2 separate regions of the Mus musculus genome follow, and region 2 is linked to region 1. Evidence: chromatin contacts called from public HiChIP or PLAC-seq data. All regions are on one chromosome and are shown on one strand. Each heading gives the region's core, a stretch centred on a gene start, on an enhancer-like site or on the middle of the called end of the contact. The rest is flanking DNA. Distances are from core to core; before and after follow the strand shown.

The links. HiChIP or PLAC-seq counts read pairs in DNA pulled down with a chosen protein or histone mark.
Region 2: a contact with region 1 is called in an H3K27ac HiChIP or PLAC-seq map of embryonic stem cells, with 10 read pairs. The contact joins the enhancer-like site here to the promoter of Klhdc7a in region 1. A contact is called at or near these places in 8 of 39 promoter capture datasets (cranial neural crest, frontonasal cranial neural crest, liver and 4 more), 1 of 15 datasets of contacts at CTCF or cohesin (embryonic stem cells), 3 of 484 Hi-C or Micro-C datasets (the N1E-115 cell line, embryonic stem cells and nephron progenitors), 7 of 115 datasets of contacts at active chromatin or transcription factors (astrocytes, embryonic stem cells and neural progenitor cells) and 3 of 9 other capture datasets (adipose tissue, liver and pancreatic islet).

What each region holds. Positions count from the first base shown.
Region 1 is chr4:139,965,514-139,972,659 of GRCm38.p6, forward strand. It overlaps Klhdc7a (kelch domain containing 7A), which reads right to left and starts at 2,513. Exons shown (of 1, transcript NM_173427.2): 1 at 1-2,513. The coding sequence starts at 2,121. It overlaps Mir2139 (microRNA 2139), which reads right to left and starts at 2,107; the gene lies at 2,013-2,107.
Region 2 is chr4:139,998,613-140,005,758 of GRCm38.p6, forward strand. No RefSeq gene overlaps it. Among named protein-coding and RNA genes, the nearest start is that of Klhdc7a, 34 kb to the left of the region's middle. Within about 2 kb of position 3,634, at least 15 of the 459 cell types and tissues checked have an H3K27ac peak or open chromatin away from gene starts, as enhancers often do. A contact at or near this core is called in adipose tissue, embryonic stem cells and pancreatic islet, where this site is marked.

The DNA.
Region 1 (7,146 bases), core at 1,263-3,762:
AGGTAAGCGGTATGTGGCACACTCATACCAGAGCCGGGTGCTGGCACTGCAGCGGTACACGCTGATGCCCAGGCTGCGGTTGAGGTCAAAACGGTAGAGAAAGCCATTCACAGCCACCATCTCGGCCGTGCGGTCCTTGCTGCCCCCGGTGGGGCCGGCCCACCAACGCTGTTCCTGGGTCGAGAATCGGAGCAGCAAGTAGCGCAGGCTGCCCCCGGTGACAAAGATCTCATTGGCGCACACCGTGGCTGTGTGTGCCAGGGCAAATGTATCGTTTGGGAGAGGCGGGGCAAAGGTCCAGCGGTCCAGGCGAGGGTCATAACGCTCCACTGTATTCAAACACTCACCTCCAATGGCATAGAGGTGCCCCTCCAGGGCCACCAGCCGGCAGTGAGGCCGAGCCTGGTTCAGTGGGCACACCTCACTCCAGATTGCCGTCAGGGGGTTGTAGCAGAAGACGCGGTTGGAGGGTTGGCCCCCAGGTTCCTGGCAGCCAGACACCACAAACAGATAATTGAATAGGGTACAGAGTGCACAACCCCGGGACATGGCTTCCGGGGGCAGCTGGGCCAGAGGGTGCCAAGCATCCTGCACATTGTCATAGCAACAGAGGCGGCCACTATCATCCTGGGGACACATGTCTGCCACCACCAGGCGCTTGTGGCCACGGAACCTGCGCTGGAGAATCAGCTCCCGCTCTGCTCCGCTCAGGCCCCCATAGATGTCTGGGCTGCGGAGGACCTGAAGGTAGTTATCACTCAATACCTTGTAGGCTGCCTCCTTCAGGGTCTCTAGGCCCTGCCTCTTGGCCAAGGTCAGCATCTCATAGCAGTTGCCCAGGTCCAGGCGGACATCCAGAGCTGAAGCCGGGGTGAGCGGGATGTGGAAGAAATTGGTCCCAGCTACAAGCTGCACGTGGGGCTCCCCGTGGCTGCAGGCTGAGCTGAGTTGGGCTCTCTGGTCCAGGTGGGCAGGAAGGGGCATCCTGAAGCCTTCAGGCTGCAGTTGGAGCTCTGGGTTCTCAGCGATCTGCAGGAGGCTCACCTTTCTGCTGAAGCCCGGTGCAGATGGGGATGCCACAGGCTGTGGGGATGCTGCTTCAGATGCACCACCACCGGCTGTGTTAGCGGCTTCGTCTCTGGAGGCTGCTCCAGTGACAAGGGGCTCTGGTCCAGGCCCAGGGGATGGAGCATCAGCCAGAGCTGCTGGGCAGGGGACTGGCCTGGAGTCAGCCTTCGACGTGGACTCCACGAAATAGTCATATACTCTGCCCTTCAGCCCTGGTCCCTCTGCCTTTTGTATAATATTCTCCTCCATCCGGATCCGGGCCACAGATGAGAAAGTATGGGAGGCGTTGGTGGCTCCTTCCTGCTGCTGCGTGGCCAAGCCCATGTCTGCAGCAGCCTGGAGGACCCCGGCCTCTCCCCTGCTGACCCCTGTCATGTGGGTGAAGATCCAACTCTGGTTCATGTCACCATTGACCAGTGTAAGATCAGTCCAACCGTTGGGGGCTTCCAGGTCCCCAGATCCTGTTTCCTCTGGGGGTCTGCTGTCTGGCCATGGAGAGAGCTTGTCACCCACACAGCTGCCACCCACTCCTGGGATAAGTCTGCCTGAGGAGCTCGTAGGTTCACAGCCTGAATGAGGGAGGTGGGGAGGGTTGGGCTTACCTCTAACATCTGTTCCGGCTTCCTGGCCACCACAGGGAGGAGGCACCTGCTGAGAGTCTGGACACTGCCTGCCCTGACTTTCATCAGAGCCTTTTCTTGTGGCCTCTTCAGACCTGGAAATGTCCAGGATGCAGGGGTCTTCTGGATCCACCAAGCTGTAGTCCAGTGAGGTCCCAGCCCCCTTGCTGGCCTTCCTGCGTCTTCGACCCCTTGGCAGGGTCCCCGGTGGAGCCTCCTGGAAGGCAAGTTGTCCCAAGGCCTCTGTTTCATTTTCTGCTTTGTGGTCCTTGTTGTTTCTCCCTGCCTGCCCGACTGGGGCAGGTCTGGACTTGTAGAGTTTGTAAGCCGCAGTTACCAGGAGCAGCGCAGCTGCGGACAGCACCACCTTGCTGGGCAGCTGCATGTCCAAATGCCAGTCCTGGCCCTCTGCTCCTTCTCCAGTGGGGAGCATGCTGGCCAGGGACAGAGGAATGCCAAGAATCCGATTAATGATTGCCCAATAGGGACCAGTTCCTGGATCCTGCTGTGGAGTGGGAGGGAGTCCCTAGCCGGATCTGGCCAGCGGTTGCTGGAGCAGAGGTGACTTTGAGTCCACTGAGTCGGCAATGGGGCAGGGGATGGCTAAGGTTGCAGCTGGCCTCTTTGGATCCTTGCCTGAAAGGAGGGAGGGTCCCGACTGGAGGGGCCCGAGCTTCAGATCAGTCACCTGCAGCCCCTGGTGGGAGGGAGTGTCCAACAGGGATTCAAAGAGGAAGGAATCTCTGAGCAGAACTGTCACCAGATGCCTAGAAGCCACACTGTTGGTCTGTGTGTGAGGGTGTTTATTTTCTCTTTTGCAAATCCTTAGGTTGGAAGCTTGGGGCAGCTTTTGCCTTGGTTCCCGGAGCAGGTGGAGCCACAGTTAACAGGCGTATGGGGATGGCCTTGGCCCTAACTGAGGGGTCAGCTTTTAACCAGCCAAGCAATGAAACAGTGAGGACGCTGGGCCTGGGCTGGCGGCCAAGCCACCTGACTGGGCCCTTGGCTGCCTCTGCCCTCCTCCTCTACTCAACAAGTTGAAGAGAAACTAGCTTTGCTGAAGCAGCCAGGAAATACAAGACCTTAGCACCCAGACAAAATGAGACCTTAGAGACCCTGCCTCCTCTTCATGATGAGCCAACCTCATAGGAAAAGAGGCCTGTGGAGGAGTGACTCCTCACAACCCCCAACCCACATCAGCACTGTGGACCCCAGACTCAAATCTGCCGTTCACCAGCTGTGTGACCTTGGGCAAGTAACTTTACTTCTCTGTGCCTGCCTGAAAAGTGGCGAGAGACAGAGGGTGACCGCATCATTAGCTCATCAGGTAGAGTAGTCAACATGCATGAAGCCCCATGTTGTTGCTAAAGCTCAGCAAGGCTTGGCTGTTTTTATCTCCCCCATGTGCAGGTTTTTTTACTGGTTCTCAAGGGTGGGTGCTGAGGTCACAGTTTTAAGGGAGGTAAAGTCACTGAGCAAGAGTGGGGGCCCAGGCCTGCTCTGGGTAAGCCTCCATCTGTGCCCAGGATTCAGGTCCTCAGCTGCCGAGATGCCCAACGCACACGCTCCACTTTTTAAAGGTTGTCTTCAGGTTGCAAAGTGAAAGGACGATCCAATTTGAAGGCCCAGGAACTTGGTTCTGAGGGTTCTGGCCTTGGGAAAACTCTAAACTTTTTTGTTATATTTGTGTGTGTGTGTGTGTGTGTGTGTGTGTGTGTGTGTGTGTGTGTGTGTGTGTGTGTGTGTGTGTGTGTGCAAGTGCATGTGTGGGTAATACACATAGGCACATGTGACATCAGAGGACAGCCCAAGGATTCTGTTCTCCTTCTGCCGTGCAAATCCTGAGGGTTGAACTCAGGCCACCTTGCTTGACTGGAGTGTCATCTTGCTGGCCTCCTGGGATCCCCTTAGGAGGTCCTTATGTGTGTGAGCCTCCACCCAACAGCCTCAGTTTACCCTTCTGCATGTGGCAGTCTAGTGTGCCCTACTTTGTTGACTCCTGCAGGCCAGGCCTCCTTATCTTTGCCGGTGGGGATCTTTCCAGCCGTCTAGGTCCAGTCAAACTCCAAACCTCCCTGGGCCCTGTACTGGCTAGTTTTGTGTCAACTTGACACAGGCTGGAGTTATCACAGAGAAAGGAAGGAGCTTCAGTTGAGGAAATGCCTCCATGAGATCCAGCTGTAAGGCATTTTCTCAATTAGTGATCAAGGGGGGAGGTCCCCTTGTGGGTGGGACCATCTCTGGGCTGGTAGTCTTGGGTTCTATAAGAAAGCAGGCTGAGCAAGCCAGGGGAGGCAAGCCAGTAAGGAACATCCCTCCATGGCCTCTGCATCAGCTCCTGCTTCCTGACCTGCTTGAGTTCCAGTCCTGACTTCCTTTGGTGATGAACAGCAACATGGAAGTGTAAGCCGAATAAACCCTTTCCTCCCCAACTTACTTCTTGGTCATGATGTTTGTGCAGGAATAGAAACCCTGACTAAGACAGGCCCCTTCCATGGCCGCCTTCCTGAGTTCCTTGCCCTTTCAAACCAGCTTCTCCTTCTCCAGTCTCTTCTTTCAGCCCTTCTTCCAATCCTTACTACTTGCTTATAACCAAAGGCCCTGGGCAAGAACTGCAGGACTGACTCCTAGCCGACCTGGATAATACAGGCTGGAGCCGGTAAGGGAGGGGATGTCAGCTGAGTCAGGTGGGCTGCTGGGCACAGCGGATGCTCACAGACCCCTCTGGGAACCCTAAAATGGAGGTCCCCACCTCTCAAGAGTCTGCGTGTTAATGTTTGAAATGTGGCTTTATCCTTCCTCTGTTACAGGGAGGCCACCAGAGCAGAGAATGCAGCCAAGGGAAGGGAGTTTGTGGTCCTCAAGTGGAGGGGGAGTGTCTACTCTGGGGGGTTTCCAGGAAGGTCAGAGCATGGAGGGGGAAGGGGAAGCTAACCATTGCAAAGCTGGAAGATCAGAAGTCAGGATTCATACAGAGAAGCGCAGAAGGCAGACTGCAGGCTCTGGGGTCCCTGGGGGCAGGCAGTGTCTCCATGGCAGAGTATTAGGATTCTAGCTTAGGCTCCAGCCCAGGTCTCATTACATCTGCAGGTGAACAAATGCTACCTACATGCCATAAATTACAGGTTCTTTTGAAAAGTCTCTGTTTAAATGAAACTGAAATAAACAAATGAAGATAGAAACAAAATTAAAAGATAATTGAATGTCTATATTGGGCGTCTGTTGAATGTGCCTGCCCGACACCAATCTGGTCTCCTGCGTGCTCAGGCAGGATAAATGGAGAATTCTCGTGGTGGTCCCAGAGGAAGGCAGAGCCCTAGATGGATGCCATGCAGATCATCAGGCCCATGCTGGGTGGTCAGATTTGCATCTGGAGGGACCCTCGCTAGACCTAGATCAGCATCCCAAAGTAGGGTTTCTACCCATGGTGACAACCACAAGAGACCGAGAGGTTGAATAGAGAGCCCAAGGCTGAGGAGGGTGGTTGTAGAGAGCAAGGAGGGGGAACACTGGAGAGACAAGGAAAACTTGTGCCCCTTTAACGCACAAATGCTTCCATGTGGCAGACTGTGCCTTCTTACTGCTCAAAAGTGTGCCTTGGTGTACCGGTATCCATGAGGGAAGGTACACAAAGATCAGAAATGAGTTTCTCCTGGTTTGACTGTTGGGGAGACTGAAGCCTAGAGAGTGTAGTCTGCTCTGTCAGCAGGCGCTGAAATTCAGGCTGGGCAGGCTGGGCTGGAGCCTCCTCCTCACTAGGAAGATGCCCAGCCACATCTATCGTGGTTTTGGTTTCCACACGTACACGGGGTGTGTCTTGGGGACAAGCTCATCTGGCCATGGGCTGGGCCGTGGGTACTCTGTGTTCCAGAATGGCTCCCCAACTGCAGGACTCAGCCTGGCCTGCCCAGCATGTTTCCTCATTGGTCAGTTTTGAGGACTGGTAACTGAACCCAGAGCCTTGCACCCAGTTGCCCTACCTGGGTCTTGAGATGCTGAAATGGACCAGGTTTGGGGATTCACTCTAGGAATCCTAGCACTAAGGGGACAGAATCAAGTGAGTTCAAAGCCAGCCTAGGTTACATGGTGAGGCTGTCTCAGAACACAGGCATGCAACCATATTCTCACACCCTCATACAGTCAAACATTTGCACACACACAAACTCACACTCAGCCACACACCATTCACACATGTTAAGGCTTAAACTCACATGCTTACATACTTATACACTCATACATACAAACATCTCTCACACAAACATTCAACATTCACACTAGCACATGTGTGAGAGTGTACGTGTACACACACACACTCACCTTCATACACACTCACAAATTCATATCCATATTCAGGTAAATACCCTCAAATACATGCATATTCATATACACATATTCACATTGACACACATGCACACACACCACCAAACACAATCACACACTTATAATCACACTCATACAGACTCACACATCCCACTCTCAGACTCTCTGACTCACACAGGGGCTCACATGTGATCATAGTCACACTAACACACGAAATTTTCACAGGTGCATAAGATCACACACACACACACACACACAGTCAAAAGCCAACACACGGCCACAGTGACATACAGATAATTTTATATGCTCAAATTCACACACAAATTCACATCAACACACATTCATACACACTCTTTTCAATGTATACACACATAGTCTCATACACTTACACACACACAGTGACATAATTTATACATACACAGTGACACACGTTCTCACACTCAAATATATGCAGTCTCTCCAACAAGCACACTCAACAGAACTACATAAAATCACACAGTCATTCACACTTACACAATCTTACACACTCACATCACGCTTACTACTGATGTACTCTGACACACTCATGCACCCTCACACAACCACACTCTCACACTTCTGTACATGTGAATTCACACAATACTCTCTCACACCTTTTTCTCATATACCAACACCCCTACATGGAAAATCATGCACACAATCACACACGACTGGTCTCACACACACTCGTACACTATGACCCATCATATCTCACATTGCCACACACATCCCACACTCACTCACCCACATTCACTTGCATACATTCAGTGGCTCCTAGGCTAGACACACCCTAGGTAGGACAGGAGGAGGCAGTGCTGGGGAGATGGTTCATAACCATTGGGGGCTGTGTAGGGTCAGGGGACATAAGTCAGATGATGTGGGGGTCAGAGTAGTGGATGTTCACCGTCTGATCACAGTGGAAAACTTACAGTGCTCTGTCTGTCTGTCTGTCTATCTGTCTCTCTCTCTCTGTGTCTCTTCTGTTTCTGTCTCTCTGTCTCTGTCTGTCTCTGTCTCTGTCTGTCTCTCTGTCTCTCTCTCTGCCTCTCTGTCTCTCTCTGTTTCTCTCTGTCTCTGTCTCTGTCTCTGTCTCTGTCTCTGTCTCTCTGTCTCTCTCTCT
Region 2 (7,146 bases), core at 2,384-4,883, 34 kb after region 1:
GCTTGCTCAGCCTGCTTTCTTATATGACTTCAGGACCACCAACTCAGGGCTGGCACCACCTACCATGAGCTGGACCTTCCTTCACCAATCATTAATTAAAAGGATGTCCTATCACCAGATCTTCTGGAGGCATTTCCCCAATTGAGGTTCCCTCCTTCAGATAACTCTAGCTTGTGTCAAGCTAAAAATTAGCCAGCCTTTCGGGGAGAAGTTGGGGCCTTTTGGGGAGAAGCCCCAGCTGGAGTTTGGGTGGAAGTTGAGGTCTCAGATAAGGGTGAACTAGCTCTCTGAGCAAAGACAGAAACCCTCCAGTGGGTGGGGGAGACCCCCTCATCCCAGCCCTCCCTCCAGGAGGGAGTGACATTTCAGCTCCAGTGATTCTAATTGAATTTAATTGTCTCCTCCAAGTTACGCTAAAACCTTTTCAAAGTCCCCTGAAATTAGGGACCATCGATAATACCACTCCTTGGGGGCTTTAATCCATGTCCTCCCCAGAACGGTGATTAATATTTTACAAGCTAATCATATCTTTCAGGCAGGCTGTCAGCAGAGGATCCGCTGTCTCTCATCAATAATGAAGTGCTCCCAGGCCCTCAACTGAAGCCTCCTGCATAATTCACCTCGAAAACCTCAAACAAAGGAGCCCAGGGCCCAGTCTCCTACCCCGTGTCCTTCCCAAATATCCAAGGAGTGGGGAGGGGCGGGGCAGGGCGGGGAGGGGAGGGCAGGGGACATAAAAGCTGATTGATGGGCACACATCTGGTCCCCCTCTTTAGTATGCACTCACCTGCCTCTGCCTTCTGTCATCAGCCTGCAGCCTTCCTTGCCCAGCTCCTTCCTCATTTGTACCCCTCTCCCTCTCTCTCTCCTGCCCTTCAAAGTCCTCTTGTTTCTTCCTAATGGTGACACTGCTCATAGTCTTGATCAGCGCCTGCTCAGGGCATCCCATTCAGTAGAATGAGTTACCTCTCTACCCATCAAAGAGATGAGTAAACTGAGGTCCAATGCTCAGGGTTGCAACGTGAGTTGATGGCTGTCAGAAGCCCTTAGTCTTATGCCAACAGACAGGGCCCCTTAGACCTGGGCATGGAGACTAACTCAGGGCCTCTGACCTCTTTCCCCATCAGCTGAAACTTGCCCCTTGCCCTAGACCAGTGATTCTCAGCCTTCCTAATGCTACTTTAGCACAGTTCCTCATGGTGTGGGGACCTCCAACCGTAACATTATTTTCATTGCTACTACATAACTAACTTTGCTACTGTTATGAATCATAATGTAAATGTCTGTGTTTTCCAATGGTCTTAGGTGACCTTTGTGTAAATGTCACGACCCACAGGTTGGGAACTGCTGTCCCAGGGGATGGTAGTGTCCGTGGACAGAGCTGGCCCTGGCTTCTCTTATGCTGGAGGTTCCATCACTAGTCATCCCACGGCCATGATCAAAGACCAGAGGTGAATAAGTTGGGGACATGTGAGCTGGGGAGGAATGAAAGAGTCTATAACCAGCGGCCGCCATTGGCCTCTCCCTTCGCTGGCACTGCTGGGGCTCAACCAGGCATATTTCAGGGTGCAAGCAGTCCTGGTGCCAGGGGACACTGGGATCCATTCCCCGCCTGCAAGTCTTGAGAGAGCAAGTCTCCAGGAGGCCAGAGAGAAAACGCTGGGAGCCAGCTGGAGTCCAGGCTCACTGGAGCCGTCTCAGCCTGTGGAAGAAAAGCTTCTTCTCAGTAGATCCCACTCGTGGCTCCCTGGGTCTCTATGGTTGGCTCCAAATTTGGTTGACTGTCCTGATTCTGTGCCTGAACGACAGTACAGCCCGCTCCCTGGGACTTCATCTCAGCTTGCCAAAAAAACCCAAAAAACAAAAAGCCTGCTACCTCCCCTTTTAGGTCAGCTAGAAGGAAGGACAGACAGGAGATGGAAAGACTGACAGCCATTCAGAGGAAAGACTGCCCTGGGGACGGGTCTCTTCGATGAGCACCAGAACCCACTTCTGTTCGCATGCTGGGGTACTTATAGGCAGAAGCAGGTGGATTGGACAGAAATAGACAAGTTTTCTTTCTGGCCTGCAGTTGGATGCTGCTGCCAGGGGCAACCAATGTCTGGGGGTGAATAAGTAAGTATCCCTCTTCCCTGGCCATTGCTGGGGGTCTGATAGGGTAGGGTAGGGGAACAGCAACCTAGAGAAGTTACATCAGTTGTAAAACCAAAGAATTGTCACCGTCCAGCTGAAATGGAGGTGTTGTACAGAAGGGCATAGCCTTGGCTAACACTGTCCTACCTCTGTCTAATGCCTGGGCCAGCCTTGGGCACATGGGAAATGCTCTGAGAACCCCAAGTCATGGTTCATCTGGTCACCCAGATGGAAAGGTCAGGGTCAGAGAAAGCAACAGGCTGGGGACTGGGGTGTGAGGAGCCTGGCCACAGTCTGCATGCAGCCTTGGGTATGCTTCCTCAGGGACAGCGGTGGCCATATGTGACCTTTGGCCTGACTCGCTCCTCCTTCGTGATTGCCTCATGGAACACATGTAGTAATTCTAAAAGCCAACTTGGCAAGGATGCCCAGAGGAGGAACTGAGAGTATGTGGAGTGACTAAGCACAGCACCCAGGTACTCGGGTGCAGGTACTTAGTCACAGTCACTCTCCTGGTCATGGTCGGTGGTACCCCCTGCTGCCTCCCTTACCTCACACAGCCAGTACACAGCCATAAACAGTCTCCACTTGCAGGCTCGGCTATGAAGGACTTTGTAGTGTGGTGTCCCCTCCTCAGGCTGTCCTACCTACTTCCTGGAACCTGTTCTGTTTGCTTTTTCTATTTTCTCCATTTTTAGATCCGACAGCAGAGGCCCAGAGAGGGCAAGTTGTTCACAAAGGCCACACAGGAGCCTAGGAGTAGAGCCCAGAAAGGGAACTGAGTGGTTTGGGTAACCAGGCAGACTTGGGTTCAAGTCCTGACCCAGGCTTTGATCCGCCTGAGTGGATTCTGATGGTTCTTCACCTTCCTGTTCTCACATTCTCTTTCAAAGGTGGGCATGCAGCTCAGTGGTGGGGCGCCCACCCACTGAGTGTGGGTCCACAGAGCTCAGTGGTGGGGCATCGCCTAGTGAGTGTGGGGCCCCGGAGCTCAGTGGTGGGGCGCCCACCTAGTGAGTGTGGAGCCTCGGCTTTCCTCTGGAGTCCTAGCACTGAATTAAAAAAAAATTGAATGTGTGGGATGACTCCAAATTCTGTCTTGTAAAGTCTAGGAAGGAGGAGAGCATTCTTCGTGTGGTCAACAAGGCCACTGTGTTCTTTGCCCGCCTTTGGTAGGGGTTCTCTGCTTTGATTAGTGACTATTTTCTGGGCGACAACTCATGGAAGTCCCTTGAGGGACCTGCTGCTATGTGCCAGAGGGTAACCCCTGCCCGGGGAGCCAGTCAGGCAGGGCGTGAATGGACAAGGAGAGACAGAGCCTCCATTTGAGGTCCTGACCCTGCCTGTACCTGGCTCTGGTGGAGGACGGGATGGGTGGTGGGGTCCTGGTCTTCTGGGATTCATTCGGGCTCAAGGTGATTGAGCCTCTCAGAAGCAATACAGGGGCAAAGGAAGGTGACGCCTTTAATGCAGAGAGAAGCATCGAGTTCCAGCCAACCAGCGACATTTGCATTTAAATGGAGGTCTGCAAGTCTGTAAATCTGCATTTCCCAACCGCAGAGCCCTAATGGTTGTTTAATCACGTTTAGATGAACCCCCTGGAGCACTGGGGGTAGGCGCAGCACCGTCTTAGCTCTGTTACAGAGGCTGAGATCAGGCACTCCTTCCTCCTATCTCCTGTCCCGGACAGGCTGCTCACTCTAGAGAAGCGACCGGCCCCTGTCCATGCCAGGATTAACTCAGAACTGGCAGAAGTAGGATTGGCCCCAAAGTCCCCGCAGCCTCCACAGTAATGAGGATGGTGACAAGATTTGAAGAAATGGGCAGCCGGAGCTCTGAGCAGGGCCTGCACGTGCTCCGAGCTTGATGGTTTCTCGTTCTACCTCGGACTGTAGTGCCCACTGAGGCTGAGCAAGCCGGTGGCGTGGACACCGTCCAGGCTTTAGGGTGGCATGTGGGGGTGGCGGCTGATGAACGGGTTCCTCACCGGAGTCACCTATCCTGTGAGACAGACCTCTGAACCCCTGTTCCTCAGGACGTTGGCTTCTGCGAGGTGTTCGCTCTCCCTCAGCTTCCTCATCCACGAAAGGTTCCTGTCCCCTTGTCTTAGATGCTGGCCTTCTAAAGAGCACCAGCTCTGTCTTATCCCTCGCCTGGGGCCTGGCAGGTAATAAGTGCTTAATGAGCACTTGGATCTGTTGTTACTTAGACACGTGCAATAGTACCAGGGACCCTGTAGCTTATCGGTGTTCTTTAGCTCAAAGGCACAGTCACTGGCATCAGGCAGGCCTGGGTCTTAATCTCAGCCTTACCGAGGAACTCATACCAAGTTAGATCCTCACACATGAGGGCTTGTTGAGTCTGGGCCCACAGGATCTGGGCAGACAATTACTCTTGTCTCTGCCTTCAGCACTTTCAATCAGGACAGGGTAGATGGGGGGGGGGGTATTGCCATTGCCGATGTAGCCCAGGATGTGTAAATGATCTTGAACCCCTGATCCCCTTGCCTCCACCTCCCTAGAGCTAGACTGACAGGCCTGTACCCCATCCCTGGTTTATGCTGTGTCAGGGATTGAACCCAGGACTTTGTGCATGTTAGGTGGGCACTCTACCAACTGAGCCACAGCCCGGTGCAATGCTGGTTCAAGTAAAAATGCACGAGAGAACTGGTCAACCAGCTCTCAGCACCACCTTGTGCCTTTGGTCCAAATGACAGGGACTGTCACCAGGGTCACCCCTCATGTCCCATGACCCCTTCCCCAGATCGTGGTCCAGCCCTACCCTCCTCCTTGGCCTGACACAGCTGACTGGTAATGTGTTCTTTCTGAGCCGGGCCCCCACCACTTTCCCCATTGGAAAAAGCAATTAGATCGTGTTTACCAGAGTACGCGGCTGCAATCTGCCGTGCTGTCCTATCCTGTGCGCTGGCCCACTTCCTCCATGCTTTGCTTAGGTCTGATGGGAGATTTGCATACGAAGTAAAAATAGAAAAGCAAAGGGGGAAAGCAAGGGAGGGATCAGCGTGGGGCCAGAGAGCTCTGAGTACACCTGCATCAGTCTGGGGAAACTGAGGGTGGGTGCAGGCTCGTCCCAAACTCGGAGGCGTTCTTGTGTGATTTGATCTGTTGGGTGGGCAGTCAGGTCCCTACGAGAAGCCTGGCTAGCCTCTGCCCCGTAGGCTCAGGGTAGCTGGAGTTCTCCCCAGCGCCTTGCTCACTCTTCCCTGGCTCTTCCAGGGAACGACAGGGCAGAATCCAGTCCCTGCTCCGGATTCCCACTTAGGGCTCTGTTCCTGCCTCCCAGTTTCTCAGGATGGATCCGAGAAGCTCCAGGGAGCAAGGACGTGTTTCTGGATGTGCGCTGAGATAGTGTGGAGAGAGCCAGGGAAGAGAGAGAAGTCCTGGGCAGATGGGCACCTGGTCAGTGACTCTCCGCTGCCTTGTGGAAAGTGGGTCACCAATCCTCTCAGGACTCTGAGAGGGACTGCGTGGGAAAACACTTGGAGTTGTTAGCAGCACTCCCCCATTGGTCTAGCCAAGGCTATGCTATGAGGCAGTTTTGACCAATGAGACACCCGCTTCCCCATTGGCTCCTCCCACGGAGAGTGGGCAAGGCGATGAGACTTGATTAAGCCAATGAACATCAGCCCTCTGTGGCTCCTCCAATAGGCCCTCTGGGTGGGGCCCTGAAACTCGCTTAGGCCTATGGGACACCGGGCATACTGAGGTGTGACAAGTAAGAATCCGGTGTCGTGGACCATCCAGTCCACGAATTCACCCCATCCACGAATAGGGGAGCGGCCAGATTTCTGCAGCAAGGTGCCAGCAGTAGCAGACCCTCCCACCAGTGCCACGGGTGTGTTCAGCCACCAGCAATAGACATCCGATACCCCCAACAATTCCTAACTCTTGCCCCTGATCTTGGCTTCTCCGGTGCCGGCGCACCCATCTGTTTGTTTCCTAGTCCGGTGCAGGGAACTGTATATCCAAACAAAGCTCTCAGTTAGGGAGCCACCCTCTCCTAGGCAGGCACCCCTGTGTGGTGATGCGTCCAAGCTGCGCGTGGCTTCCCGCTGGAGAGTGGTCGGAGGACAGAGGCGTGAAGGTCCGAACAACAGGCTGAGTGGTGATAGCTAGCCAGCTTTGAGAATGAATGATCAAGACAGGTTTCCCTGAGAACTGTATGAGCTAAGAACTGAGCTCCAGATCTCAAACCAGCATCTCCTCATTTAGAACAGTGCCTGGGCACGAGTAAATATTTACTGACTGCATAAAGAAACCAAGTCTGAGCAGAAGGTGGGGGACGGGTGGAAATGAGCCAGAGAAAAAGGTGGAGGGACGCAGACAGGAAGAACAGATCAGAACAGGAGTGAGCAGTGGGAAAGAGTCCTGCAGGAGGGTTCAGTACAGCAGGGGGTGGAGCTTGGAAGATTGGGCGGGACCTAAGAGACCCCCTGTGGTGTCCCAGAGCTATGCAAATTGAGCAGGGAAAGAGGTCCAAGCAGAGGGAACAGGCTGGTGCGTTTGACCAGGATGAGAAGCAGGCTCCTGTAAGAATGTGGAATGGGAGACATTAAAACACATTCCCTCATTTATTTATGAGTGTGTACGCGAATTCCCACCTCAGGGCCTGGAGAGCACAGAGAGCATTTCTCAAGAGTCGAGAATCTGTTCCTTACGCTGTGGGTTCAGGCGATGGAACTCAAATCTTCAGGCATGCAAGGTCATCTACACACACACACACACACACACACACACACACACACACACACACACACACACACACACACACAATTTGGCAAACCTAGATGATCACCTTTCTGTCTTGCTGAGCCTCAATTGACCCACCTGTAAAATGGACTTGTTCCCTATGAGGTGGGTATGAGGTTCCAAACAGCGGTGAATTTTCCAGCACAGAAAGAGGTGGCCTGCCTTAGACTAGAGGGAGGTCCAGGAGGCAGCAGAGCCTCTCCTCTTTACCATCCTAAGGGGCAACCTGGTACTCTGGTGCTCT